Regions from separate parts of the Gossypium hirsutum genome. Here region 2 is linked to region 1. Evidence: chromatin contacts called from public Hi-C data. All regions are on one chromosome and are shown on one strand. Each heading gives the region's core, a stretch centred on a gene start, on an enhancer-like site or on the middle of the called end of the contact. The rest is flanking DNA. Distances are from core to core; before and after follow the strand shown. Region 1 holds the start of LOC107920028 (protein MODIFIER OF SNC1 11). Region 2 holds the start of LOC107925997.

Evidence for each region. Hi-C and Micro-C count contacts between places; a contact is called where the count stands out from the background.
Region 2: a Hi-C map of leaf shows a contact between it and region 1, with 2.7 times the contacts expected there. The contact joins the promoter of LOC107925997 here to the promoter of LOC107920028 in region 1. A contact is called at or near these places in 10 of 34 Hi-C or Micro-C datasets (callus, fibers, hypocotyl and 2 more).

The regions. Positions count from the first base shown.
Region 1 is chrD13:26,349,290-26,352,612 of Gossypium_hirsutum_v2.1, forward strand. It overlaps LOC107920028 (protein MODIFIER OF SNC1 11), which reads left to right and starts at 1,583. Exons shown (of 7, transcript XR_005922849.1): 1 at 1,583-2,031; 2 at 2,947-3,027; 3 at 3,117-3,245.
Region 2 is chrD13:26,583,350-26,586,672 of Gossypium_hirsutum_v2.1, forward strand. It overlaps LOC107925997, which reads left to right and starts at 1,588. Exons shown (of 4, transcript XM_016856765.2): 1 at 1,588-1,901; 2 at 2,062-2,234. The coding sequence starts at 1,823.

The DNA of each region.
Region 1 (3,323 bases), core at 333-2,832:
AATTATTCAATGTGTTAATTATCATTGTGCAGATGAAAACACCCTTATCTATAAGTTGGGCCTCATCAAACCGGTGTTGCGACATCACAGATGTTGCGACATTGAACATTGATTGCACCCCTTTTTCGCTTCGAAATTGGTTGTCGTGACATTAGACTTCAAATATAATTTCTTTAAGTTTGAAGTTGGGTGTCATGACATTGATAGTTGGTTGTCGTAAAATTAATGCCTTAAAGCTCCTTTTTGCTTCAAAGTTGGATGCCGCGACTTTCATCTTTGATGTTGTGACATTCTAGGGCAGTCCACTAACTCCTCAACCTAAGACGATGTTCTACATACTCAATCAACACATCAATCTTCCCTTAGGTCCAAACTGGCCTAATAGGTCATAAAACCACACTAAAAGCTCGTTTTATTCAATTTAAACTAAAAACTAAATAATTCTAAAATAAACATTAAATACGTAAAACTACTTGAATACAAGCTCCTTGAGTCATGAAAAGATCTTAACTTGCCACTGTAAATTGTGACAAATCAGTTTATATAGGGTTCAAACTCAAATCAAAACTCAATTGGATGTCTTAAGACATGTTATCCCTTTGTTTTTTTTTTCGATGATAGAATGTCGAGACTTTGGGGTTCATGTCTCTAGACTTGGCATCTTATGTCTCTAGATAGGTCTCGAGACATATCTCTCATGTTTCAAACCTTTAACTTCAATGTTTATGTGTCTTGAAATAAATGAGTTCTTGTCTCGAGACTTGAAACTAAGCAAACCTATTTTAGTAAACCCTCAACTCGCTTGCAAGGTGTATCCAATAATTTTTTAGATTATAATTCTCTTAATGTATGTATGTTTAAAAATCTAAAGAAACAATTAAAAAAAAACTTACTACCATTATAACTCTCTCAATAAATTAATTTAATTATTTAATTGTTAAAATATGCTATTAGTTCATGTACTTATTTAAAATTTGAGATTTAATCTCTGTACTTTAAAAGTTAAAATTTTAATTATTTTACTTTTTTAATTTAAAAATTCTAGTCTAATCATTATTGTTGTTTTTAATTATTGTCAAAATTTGTAAACTTAACATGTTTATTTTTAGTCAATCATATGTGACGTTATATGAGAACAGTTTATTAACATATCAATTTGATAAGTTTTGATAAAAAGTACTAACAATATTAATATTTAGATTGAAATCTTCAAATCAAATAAATAAGAAGACTTCTTTTTTAAGTACAATGAATAAATTTTAAGAATATTTTAATCAGTTTTGTTTGAACCGGACTTGACTAGTCCATTGGATAGGAAGTAACCGAAAGATCAATATGGAAAGTAATTTTGAAATGATTAAATCAAAAACCATTACAAACCGGTTAAACCAACTAAAACTCCATTCAACTGAAAATTTTTAAAAATTTTAAAAATTTTAAAAAATTTTAAAAAATTGATTTTATCCTTAATTAACTTCAACTCAAAATAAAAAGTATGTTAATTGAGAGTCGGTCTTAGCAGGCCATCCGGCCCAACAACAGCGAATGAAGAAAAAGGGTAGGCGAAACGAGAAAACCTTCTTGCCTTTATTATTTAATCCTTAACCAGCGAGTAAGAGAAGACAGTGATCCTCACCGCTCACTCTCTTAGGTCTTGGCTCCTACTCTTCACGCAACTCTACCTACCATTCCGATGGCAACCACCGCCGATAAACCCCTCGCTACCGCAAGAAACTCCGCGGCTCCATCCTCCGTCGCCAATTCATCCGCAGAACCGATCTCTAAGAAGACCGCGGAGCCCGCTCTGCCTTCCACCGATAAGTTAGATCCTCCTAGCTCTGATACTTCTGCTTCTGAAGTACCTCTTAAGGAGAGCGAGGGTTCGAAGACTGGCGGGACTGCTGGGGGCTCCGTCTCTGGGGGTGGCAGCGCTCCCGTTAGCGACATCCAGAAGAAGATTCGCCGAGCTGAGCGGTTCGGCGTACCGGTCCAGTTGTCTGAGCAAGAGAAGCGTAATTCTAGGGCTGAGAGGTAACTACTTTAATCTCCCCGGGTTTATCGGGTATTCAGGGTTTTTCTTTTTGGTTTTGTACCTAGTCGATGAGAACTTCTAACGATAAGAGAAGAATTTGATTTTTTATTTTGATTGATTTCTGAAAATGTCTATTCGGATAAATTTCTTGAAATGGCATTCGATTCTTGGATCTTGAGGTGCTTAGAACCATAGATTATTGCTATTGAATTCGTTCCTGTAGTTTTTCCTTTTGTCTTGCTCTTCATGTTGGAGCTTATCGTATCCTGGATTTTATTAATTTATCCGTTGATTCTCTAGAGGTGACTATAACCCAATTAGATCAAAGTCTTACCTAGTTACTAAGCTTGCTTGCATGTTCGCCTGGGACAACTTGGCAATTTAAGGCAAATCTTAACTTAGTTCTATATAATTAGAGGGAAACTATATGGCTTCTTAAAGCAGTGTTACAAGGAACGGAGATCAGTCTGATATTAAAACGAAAATTGAAAGGTAACTTGCTACTTTTGTGAAACCTAAGTCGATAGGGTAGTCTTATCCAGCTAAGTTTAGCAAGAACAAAATACTATAAATTGGATGTGTGTGTATGGTTTTTAATATAAATACATAATTCTAATTAAATGAATAGATAAATTTTGAAGTTCCTGAATGATTTGTTTTACGTTATAATTTTGGAGTGAACAATTTATTAAGGGACTTTAGTCTTACTGAATTGGGTTGCTAGTGTTCCTTGATGGGAACGTGCAAACCAATTTGAAAATGGCTGGGAAGATAGTGTTTTCCTGTAACAGAGCCTTAAAATGTTGTAATAGAAGAGTTTTGTTGGTGGTAAAGCTGTAGCTGTGGATGTTGACTTTCATTTCTTGACTTCTTTTTGTTTCTAACTTGTTGAGTGTGGACCAACCATTTTGCAGGTTCGGCACTGGGCCCAGCACGAATGGATCAGAAGCATCTAAGCAATCAGAGGACTTGAAGAGGAAAGCCAGAGCAGAGAGGTTTTGTTCTTTATACCCTTTATGGGGCTGAATATGTGGCTTACATTTGCATTTTTATTCAGTTTGTTGTTTTTGTTGTGGTTTCTCAGGTTTGGGCTTTCTGTACCCACTACGGCTGCTGATGAGGAGGCCAAAAAGAAAGCACGTCTTGCCAGATTTGCACAAGATTCCAAACCTGATACGGTGGAAGAGGAGAAAAGAAAAGCGAGGGCAATTAGGTATGTTCTACTGCTGAAAAGCTGTTTGATTTAATTTTAGAGATATATAAATGCCTTTCTAGAAATCTGTACGAAAAG
Region 2 (3,323 bases), core at 338-2,837, 230 kb after region 1:
TACTTTCTATCTATAGCATAATTTCATGATAGTTTTCAATTCATTCAATTTGGTCCCTAATGTTTCAAAGTTATCTAACAAACTTAACTTAGTTTCTAATTTAGTCCCTTTTTACAATCTATGCCTATTAACTATCAATTTCCTCACATTAAGCTCAAAATCATCAATTTCTCTTTAATGAAAACTTGCTAAAAACTAAACAATTGAACAAATTAATACATGAGCTAGCTAAATCAAGCTCTGATGATCATAAATCTATAATAATTTGAAGAAATTAACTTAATTACTTATAGAATTTGGATGGCTGAATGTATGAGGAATTTGATGCTTTTTATTTTCTTTTCTCTTCAAGGGACGGTGGAAGAAGATGAAGAATGTCATCTTTCATCCCACTTAGTTGTTATATATACTATGATTATTCTTAATTAATATGAATTAAACTAATTAATTTACATTTACATTATTTAACCATTATCATTAAGGTTAACAATCATCATTTCCCGCTAACCATATGAAAACAATGATTTAATAACCATTTTAGCCTTTTAGATAATTGTTATCTAGTTTCTCAAACATTTTCTAAATTAAAACTTAATAGCGATTGAACTTTTACCACTTAGCCTTTGAGCTTTAATTAACTATTTTCTTGGTTAAATTTCTTAACCGATCTTCAATATATTTTTTAGTAACTCCATTAATATTTCATCCTTATGGACTCAGTTTACAGATATATAATTTTAAAACTGTATTTTTCGATAACACTTAAAATCAGGTCGTTACAACTCTTCCCTCCTTAAAAAATACGATCAGTCATCATAATTGGTCCATTACAATTTACTAAACTGATAAATCAATGGTTATCTTGTTAGTTGAGGTTGTAAAATATTAAAATACTAACATGGGAACAATACCACAAAATTTAATAATTTTTAATAACATATTATACAAAAAAATTTAATTTGTTGTCATTACAATAAAAATAATATAACATTTAACATATTCAAGAAAAAAATGAATTACACTAATAATAACAAATAGTAGGGGGAAACACACATACAGAATAAACTGAGTTATAGTAACAAGTATTGAAATAATTTTAAAGTATTTGAAGAGATTAAGGTTTGAATCTGTAAAGGATGGGGTAATAGGGGAAGTAGAAGGGATTTATAAGTTTTGGGAGAAGTTGGCGAACAAAATCTAAAGCCAAACCTTAACACCTATAGGCCAACTAAGGTCAAACCCGTATCAAGTGAAGTACAAGATCCTTGATGGAATCTTTGAAGTTCACTTTAACTTCAATACACATAGATGTTAAGTTCAGTATACAGTTATCACTTAATTCCTAGGGAATGTATGTCAAATTTCGTTACAAAATTATGCATGTGGATGAAATTGTTTAATATTGAAAAAAAAAAGCACACGTTTTAGAAAATAATCTGGAAAAAAAAAATAAATGTCAACATTGTATTCCTAGTGTTCCATAACAGGCCAATTGAACGAACGAACTTAAGCCACTTACGATGTGGCCACGTGTACATTCCTTTCGTCCAATTACCCGCAGCGCGAACCGGTCAGCAACGGATCTTTGTTTCTTTAGTTTTTGGCTTTCTTTTCTCTCTCTTCACGCAAAAAAGGAAAAAAAACTTTCAATACCGCCATTTCTCTTATAGTTTTTTTCCTGAATTTCTTCGTTTTAACAAATATTTAATTAATAAAAGAAAATTAGAGGGACGAAAGGACCGCTAATATTCTGTGATTTTATTGTTCATTTTTTTTCCATTTTGCATTGTTTTATCGAGAAATCGAATTGTTTTAGCTCGCTATGTCGAATCCCCATCTGCTAAATTCAAGAATTTCCTTCCATTTTCTCGTTTGGTGGATCTTGTTTGGCTGTTTTCCAGGTAATATAACTTTCCCGAGAAAAATGTACAGAAACGGGAATTCCGGACTTGTTTTCTGGTAGCCGATTGTTGTTTAGGATTCGTTTAATATATGAAATTCATGTTATTGAGCTGAAAATTCGAAATGTAAGAATCTCTCTTTTTCTTTGATTTATTTTAGGATTAATTTCATCGTTTGAGGTTACATTGGATTCAATTGAAATATTCCGCACGCATGATTGGATTTCAAAACCGACTGTTTATTTCGAATGTAAAGGAGAGAACACCACGTTGTTGCCCGATGTCACCAAAATCAACGTCGTTTATTCGTTCAAGGGACAAGAATCTTGGCAGGTTCTTAAATAATGCACCTTGATTTTCAAATTTCAAAACTATTTTCTCTTGATCGTATTATTACTAATTAGTAGAGAATTGATGTTAAAACAGAGATTTATGCCTAGTTTTAAGTTTAAAAAGGGTGTCTTCCGTTGTTCTGTTTAGAAATTTTATGCTTCTACTTATGTTTATTGGTTAGGATTTTACCATAACATACTTGAACTTAACATTGATATTTATGTATTTCTGAACGTCGATTATTAAGAAATTAGATTACTTATGCTAACGGGAAATTTTGTATCAGCATGCATAAGTAATTGACTATTTCATGAACATAATTAATGAGTCACATATACATTTTGAACCATAAATTTATTCAAGAGAATAGGCATAAGTGACCTAATTTGTCAATAATAAAAGTTTAGTGATTTAATTTGATGAAATTAAAAGTTTATGACCCATATGATAGTTTGTAGTAAAACAAGTGACCTAAAATCTAATTTCCTAATTATTCGTATCATATACTCTAAAATACCTTGTTTTTGCTAATGGAAACTCATTGGAAGTTATAATCTTTGAATTTTCTCTTTTGTACGGATGCTGGCGTAATATAGATCCTTATTATGCATTCAATCACTACATAGGAATTGATTAAATTTTAAAATTCTTTTATTAGCACAATTATTTAATTGTACCTCTAACTTTATATAAATAATAATTTTATTCTTTCTTTAATTTTTCGGTTTCTTTTAATTTTTAAATTTACATTGTATATTAAATAATCTCAAAATAAATGACTTATTAACTTTGTTTATGTGACATACACATGAATTGTCATATAAATATTATTACGTTAGCAATTAATTAATTAAAATTTAAAAAATTTAAAAGTTGATAAAAATTTTAAAAATATTTAAAAATTAAAAATGTAATATTAAAAAAATATAAAATATATATTTCATTTTTTAAAAAGTAATTAATTGCTAACATAATATATTTGTGAACTATCACGTGGATGTCACATCAACAAAATTAATAAATATTAACTTTTTAATCTATAAAATGATTTCACCAATTATGTAAATTTAATGCTTAAAAGAAATAAAA